Linked DNA regions of Gossypium hirsutum: region 2 is linked to region 1. The links are chromatin contacts, called in public Hi-C maps. All regions are on one chromosome and are shown on one strand. The core of a region is the stretch at or near the end of the contact, and the rest is flanking DNA. Distances in the headings are between cores, read along the strand shown. Region 1 overlaps LOC121229652 (a long non-coding RNA gene). Region 2 holds the start of LOC107959586 (G-type lectin S-receptor-like serine/threonine-protein kinase LECRK4).

Region 1 (3,944 bases), core at 1,037-3,536:
GATTTTTACATGTAACAATAGCAGCCCATGTATTTCATAAAATTCAGAATTTTTCCATGAATTTTACATCTTTTCATTTTAGTCCTTAAATCATAATTTCATCAAAATTCCCTTAACAAAAGTTGTTTATCTATCAACAACCTTTCATTTTCTACCATAAAACTTCATAATTCATACATACTCATCCATGGCAAAACCCTAGTACTTTGATAACTTTGCAAATTAATCCCCGAGATAGCTAGATTAAGCTATTACGATCTTGGAGATATAAAAATTATTAAAAACAGGACAAGAATGTTTACCTAATTAAGCAAAATAAGTTGGCATGAGCTTAGGTTTCCATCTTTTTATTTGGGAAAGATGATGAAAAATGATGATATTTTAGTGTTTAATTAATTTACCATCTTTATTTTATCATCTTTCCAATTTAACCCTTTTCTTTTCTTAAATTTCCAATGATGAATAATCATACTTATCTACTAACTCCACTAAATGGTCTATTTCCCATATAAGGACCTCCAATTTTGAATTCCAAAGCTATTTGAACCCTTTAGCTACTAGAATTCAACTTTTGCATTCTATGCAATTTGATCATTTTCATCAAATTAATCATGCAATCGGAAAAAATTTCTTTACGAAATTTTCATACAACATTTCTATCATAATGCAGACCATGAAATAATATTAAAATAAATTTTCTTCAGGACTCGAATTTGTGATCCCGAAATTACACTATAAACTAATGTGTTTTTCTCTTTTATTGAAAATTAAAATTAATTCTAAAAAGATTAAAAAGATAAAATAAGTGACCAAAATAAAAAATTATGAAAGCTGAGTGACTAAAACGAGATATAATAACATTGAATTAATACGGGTGATCAAAATAAAAATGATTTTTAACCGTAGTAAATTGAAAATAATTTTTAACAATAATGCTTAAAATGAAAAGTTTTATTTTTTATACCTAAAATGAAAACTTATGAAAGTTGAATAACTAATTGTATGGTTTATTTATTTTTTTATCAATGCACCAAATAATTATTTGTTTTTGTATTGATAGATCTAAGACTCATAAAATTCTTTATTATGAATACTTAAGTATTTCAAATTATAATTAAAAATTAAATACATAAATTTGTACAATTTTGTAACCAAATCAAATTTTGTTTTATGGTTTATATTTGGAACTCGTGACTCTTCCCTTTTAACATTGTTGTCTTTCAAATTTAAATTTGCATCTCTTTTAAAAAGTGTAATGTATCTTATTGCTTCACCTAACACTTATTCACCATTCAATATTGTTTATCAACATTTCAGTAATGAATCTAGACAAATGAATGTCTAGATATAAATGAATTTCGACGTCCATTTATCTCCATTCATTCTAAATGTGCATTTTAGTAATTTTATTTTTTATAATTTTAAAATACTAATCATATAAAAAATGATATTTTTTATTTCACGGGTATAATGAACTTGGATAAATACATGTATAAATTCAAATGAATGTAAATATCTTGTTAGCTAAGTTAAATGTGCATTTTTTTTAATAATTTTATATTTTAAAAAAACTTCCAAATACTTTTAGAACTTTTAAAATTTCATCTTTTAACCACCAAGAGTATGATAAGTTTACGGTAGATAATAGATAAATGGATGGCAACAACTATGTTGTCCTTGACAATATATCATTTTAATGTCTTCTAAAGAGAACCAACGGTGATCATTGAGAGAAAATATAGGCTTATTCGTATGGTACAACACTGTCAGTTCTTCTCTTAAGGAATTTATGATTTCAAAAAATTAGTTTTTATAATTTTAAAAAATAAATTATGATTTTGAAGATTTATAAATAAATTTTTGATATTTTTTTGTATTATTTATAGAATTGTTGTTGAGAGTTAACATGTCATGACATCATTTTATTGAGGGATTAATAAAAATTAATGAACGAGTAACCAAAATACGAGATTTCATTAACATTATTACAATTATTTACCTTTTAAAAATTAGTTGACCCAAATATTAATTTACCAAAGAAGAAACCATTCCGATGAAATAGAAAGAAACCTAACACATTTGGCCTTGCACTCCACTTGCGAAGAAAAGTCTTGGTCAAGTCCACCTACACATTTCAATAGTGACGTTGGTAATTTACATGAAATAAGGCAAAAAGAAATATGTGATCATTATTTCCTTTGGGACTTGCGGATTGTGAGAGTAGTCTTACCCATTTGGAAAGAATTGAGGCCGAGCTGGAGCAAAGAATAGCATCAAGAGCGACTGTTCTCATTCGGTAAAACAGTGTAGCTCGAAGACATGCAACAAGAGACATTATTTGTGGCCCATGAGGCATTATCTCATGCAAAAAGGAGAAACCTTACGGCGGGAATTTTCAAAGATAATGTTAATATTTTGGCCCAAGAGGAGGGATTGCACGAAATTATAATTTTCCCTAATTCTTATCACTTTCTAATAGGAAAATAGAAATTGACTTTTTTTCTTTCGACTTTTAGTACTTTTAGTTAGATTTGAATATTTTTAGGAGGAAAAAGTTGAAAATTAAAAGAAAAAATCTGATTTGTCATTCTTTTATTGAAAAGGGATAAGGATGACGTGGAATCACTGTATCATACAATCTTTTTTCTTTGGCTCAGATATTAGATAGTAAAAATATATATATTTTCATTTGGAACTTAATAACATTTATAAAGGATATCAAGAGATTTGAAAATGGCAAATTAATTGACAAAGGAATGGGATCAATGCAACATGCATTCAGACAAGGGCTTCATTTAATGTATAATGATTTTTTTTATCGCTTCAAATTTATAAAAAAATATTATTTTAATTTTTCATCTCTTTTAATCCCTTCAAAATGAATGTAAAATTAATATTTATTAACTTTACTAATATGACACATATGAATTGCCACATGGATGACATGTCAACCAAAGGTGAAGCCAAAAATATTTTTTAAAGAGTCGAAATTAAATTATAATTTTTACTATAGTAAAAATACAATTGCACCATTTGAATAACTTATATTTTTATAATTTTTAAAAGATTAAATAAAAAAATTATCATTTTTAGGGAGGACCAAAGTACAATTTTACTTTTACTAATTTAAAAATTTAAAAGTTTTGAAAGATTTAAATGAAAAAATTTCCATTTTAAGGGAGACCAAGTCCCTACCAACTCCCCTAGATTCGTCCATGATGTCAACATTTAGTTAAATTTTTATAATTTTAAAAATAATTTATAATTTTTATGAATTTTTAAAATTTAAAAAATTAATTAAATGATGACATGTCATCTATGTGGCAAACTATGTGTATATTACAACAATAAAATTAATAAACATTAAAACTTAAATTAAAAAGTTAAAAAAGATGAAAAATTAAATAGAAAGCTAAAATATCTTTTATTATTATTATAATATTAGAGGGTCAAATAAATCACTATACCTATATAATTATAATCTTCCAAATATATCAGGTTATGATACTTCAAATATAACTTAAAAAAAAAGCCTTCTAAAACAGGAAAATATATCCGTATTAAACACATTTGTATTAGAAACTCAAGCTTCATTCTACTGAAAATCTATATGCAGGAGGGGAAACAAAGGAGAAAAGCAAAATAATAGAAACGACAGCATCAGCAAGCCTGTATATCAGAGCGTGCGCCACCTTTAGCCAACATCTAAAATTATGTGCAATTATGTTATGTATGATTAGAGACAAAAGTGCTTTTTACAAAGTTTTCGGGGCCAACAGATAACCCTTCTGTTGTTAACATAAATCTTAACCAAAAACTTATATTATATATATACATACTCCTATGATCACAAAAAGAGGAAAATGGCTTCAACTGTAATAGCATGTAGTAGTAGTCTTTCAAACCATAGCGTTGTACATATGTGCAAATATACCAAGATCACA
Region 2 (3,667 bases), core at 417-2,916, 36 kb after region 1:
AATTTCCAACAGCCTTTTGTATCTTAGAACTCGAAATTTAAAAATGAATACACCAGAGATTGCAAGCAAAGCACATGAACATGCGACAAGACTGAAAGTTAAAAGAAGAATTTTCAGCGTCGGATCTTTCCGTTCGATATGGGGCTTTAATTCATCAAGAACAGCCCCGTCATCTGCTTCTAGGCTTCTGATTCCCATCTTCAAGAAAGCTGTGGAAGTGGAACTCTCGTCATTAGCACCATGTTGTCGTAGCAAATGCCATAGTGGAAGCTTTTGTTTCCTGCAAACTCCATCGCTAAACTGTGCTGCCTCACAACTACAGTCTTCCAAGCATGTTTGGCTGCAGGCACTCATGGACATTAGCTCTTCACTGTAAAATATACCTGTAGTCCATACTATATTTTGCAATGGAGTGATGTTATAAAGGGGTATATTGTCCTTCCCTCCTTTACAATGTGCTTCACTATAATTTCTCTTGCAGCCGAGGGTATTGCGCTGAGGATCGATAAAATCAGTGCCGGGAAGGCATGCACAGTAAGCTCTGTCATCATTAAACGTGCAATAGCTATTGGTACCACAAAAGCCTTTAACTTTACAGGAATCCTCCAACGCACGCAACACTCGGGAAATTCGAAATCCACCACTTGGCTCAAATTGATGAGTATATAACTGGAAATTTCCATCAACATCAAGGCTTGCACTGTGAACGATACTGTCGTTGCTGCTGGTGGTGGTGGTGTTCTCGTTGTGGTCATTGTAGCTCACCTCTGGATAAAATTTAGAATTAATTTCTAGGTAGATGGAGGAATCAGTGTTGTTGATAAGTTGTAGGAAGCCTGTCGAGTTAAGAAATAATCGGAGTGAACGATTCACACCATCAATAGCTGTGGCCCAATAGGCAGTTGTAGGATCATCATCGACGTCTAGAGGGTATAGAACGAGATTCCCATCTAGTTGCATACTTAGATGAAACCTTCCGGACGAGTGATCATTTTCTGAAGAACTGGAGATCAACTCGTGACTAGGTAATAGAGCCTGACCACCTAAAAGGGTATCTGTAGGATGCTCGAAACTCTCCCAAATGGTATGATTGACTTTGTTGTAGAGCACAAAATTGCCTGAATCTAGCATGGAGGCAGAGAAGACACTGACAGCCGAGTCATTTGGATAAGCAATAACTTTATTTTCTCCGCTCACACGGCTCGAAAGAAGCAAACCTTTCTCGTTTAGTGTCAGAGTAGCAGTTGCATGGAGCGGCGGGTCATCACGGTTTGCTGTCCATACAACTTTGTTATCTGTCTTTCTATTGCCCTCCAGCCAAACTCCAATTGAAAAGCCATTGTCTTGACTGTAAAAACCAAATGCGAAACGACCAGAAGGCGAAGCCAATGAGGTGGGTGGAGTTAAGGGGGAAAGCGAATATCCCAGCCCAATGGTGCCGCTTGAATGCTTGTCTTCAACTCCTCTAGCCACAAAGAATGAAGAAAGGAGGATGAGAAGAGACCACACGGCTGCCATAGAAATTATTGTATTTCTGTCTTCTACTTTTGGAACTGATGAAGAAATTATTTTACAAGTACCCAAATTAAAATGGCCGAGGTCTGGAATCAGGGTTTGCGCGGAAAAAGACAGGTAACCTGACTCCTTACGTTCTTTTACCTAGGTAACATTACCTTCATCGAAAGAGTGAACGCACGTCTTGAATGCAGAAATTATTGCATAAATCCTTCTCTCCACTTAAACTATACGTCTAATCAATTAAATTAATATATATCATTCAAAGGTATAAATCAAGATTTCCAATTTCATAAGGATGGTACAATTCTACGTTATATTTATCTTTTTTCAATATAAAAATAATAAATTAGATTTTTTTCTTTGACTTTTAGCATTTTTAGTGAGATTTAATTTTTTTAAGAAGAAAAAGTTAAAAGTGAGGAGAAAAATATGATTTGTTATTTTTCTATTAAAAAAATAAAAATGACAGTAAAATTTAAGTTTTTTACAATCCGTTAGGTGGTGGAAACTCCAAGGCTCCATCTAATAATTTTTCCTTTTCAATAGGAGGGATGATGTAGTTGCGAACACGACATTTTCCTCCTTACTTCTCTCTTTTTCTTTTAGATGATACTAAAAAGTATAATTTTTAAATATTAATAAAATAATATCACGTTTTTAAATTTTAAAGATAATAAAGTATTATTATATGTTCATATATATAATATCTTTTTCAACTTAATTTAAATTTAATTAAATTATTTAAAGTAACTAATTTTTTTTATTATAAATAATCATCTTTTTTTACAAATTTTAATTTTTTTTCATAAGTTCTTTTTTTTATGCAACCAAATTAAAAAAAATTGTTTAATTTTTTCATGTCATTGATACATAATTTTGATAATTATTTTATATTGAATCTTAAATCTCGAACCCCAAGATTTAGGGTTTGGATTCAAAATTTAAAGTTCGAGGTTCGATTTTGAATTTAGGTTCAAAGTTTAGGTTGAGAGTTTAAAAATTTGAGGTTTATGATTTGAATTTAATGTTTAAGGATTTGGGGTTTGTGTTTAGGGTTTAAGGATTTAAAGTTATAAGTTTGAGTTTGGGGTTTAGAATTCTAAATTCAAGGTTCAGAGTAAAAAAACTACTAAAATTATGTGTTAGTGACAGTGAAAAAAATTGTTGAAAGGGATCATGAGTAATGTGGTGGAAATGATTAATAAGATAATTTCTCTATAGATGAGAGTATAACAATAATTTAGCTTCTTTACATTGTGATGGTGCAGCAAAATTTTATTGATGCTTAAAAACCTTAGTTTTTAGGATCATCGTAATGTAAGTTATTTTCTTTCTTTTACTAGTTAGTTTTTAATTATTTTAATTTTATTAATATTATATTGAAATCATTTAAAATTAATTTTTTAGTTTTTACATTTAAATTTTATTTTAAGTTATTTATTTAATATAATAAAAAATTAAATTAGTTAATTAATTGAAATATTTAAATAAAATATATCAAAATTATAATACTATTAAAATATATAAAAATAATTTAATAATATTTATTTTTATTAATATTCTTAAGGTGAGCTTGAACTATCCATAGTCTCTCTCTAACCATAAATAAGAGGTTAATGTACTTAAATACACTCGAACATACGTCCTCTTGTATTGATAACATTATCCATGTCAATCGAGTTATGACTCCATCAGCCGAAATATTAAAATTTCTAAAAGCACATCTTTAGATATTTTGTTATATACCAAAATTTCTAAAGGAATATCAATAGTTTTATGAAAAATCATTAGGATTTTTTATATACCAAAATCTCATTCCTAAATCCTAAACTAAAATGTATTATCAAATACCACCGTTTCTAATAACATATCCTTTTATATTTTGATAAATACAAAAAATTTTATGGGACTGTCAACATTTCTAAGAAAAAATCATAATAAATTTAGGACATGCTAAGGTTGAAAATAAGCAAAAACGACACAAAAGGAAAATATATTGTGATTTCCATACCTTGAAATTGTGATACCTCCAACAGTATGGAAAGATGGAAGATCACCTTTCAGTGGTATCCCGATATCCACCCTCAAAGAAGACCCCCAATGTTCGAAACTGCCTGAGGAATCGAGATATCCTCTTCTAGGTATCGCG

The links. A called contact is a pair of places that touch in the nucleus more often than the background predicts.
Region 2: a Hi-C map of leaf shows a contact between it and region 1, with 2.7 times the contacts expected there. The contact joins the promoter of LOC107959586 here to the enhancer-like site in region 1. A contact is called at or near these places in 7 of 34 Hi-C or Micro-C datasets (hypocotyl and leaf).

What each region holds. Positions count from the first base shown.
Region 1 is chrA05:106,501,800-106,505,743 of Gossypium_hirsutum_v2.1, forward strand. It overlaps LOC121229652 (a long non-coding RNA gene), which reads right to left. Exons shown (of 3, transcript XR_005927561.1): 3 at 3,701-3,944. Among protein-coding and RNA genes, the nearest start is that of LOC121229652, 4.7 kb to the right of the region's middle. Within about 2 kb of position 2,287, at least 1 of the 9 cell types and tissues checked has an H3K27ac peak or open chromatin away from gene starts, as enhancers often do. A contact at or near this core is called in leaf, where this site is marked.
Region 2 is chrA05:106,538,591-106,542,257 of Gossypium_hirsutum_v2.1, forward strand. It overlaps LOC107959586 (G-type lectin S-receptor-like serine/threonine-protein kinase LECRK4), which reads right to left and starts at 1,667. Exons shown (of 1, transcript XM_016895671.2): 1 at 1-1,667. The coding sequence starts at 1,518.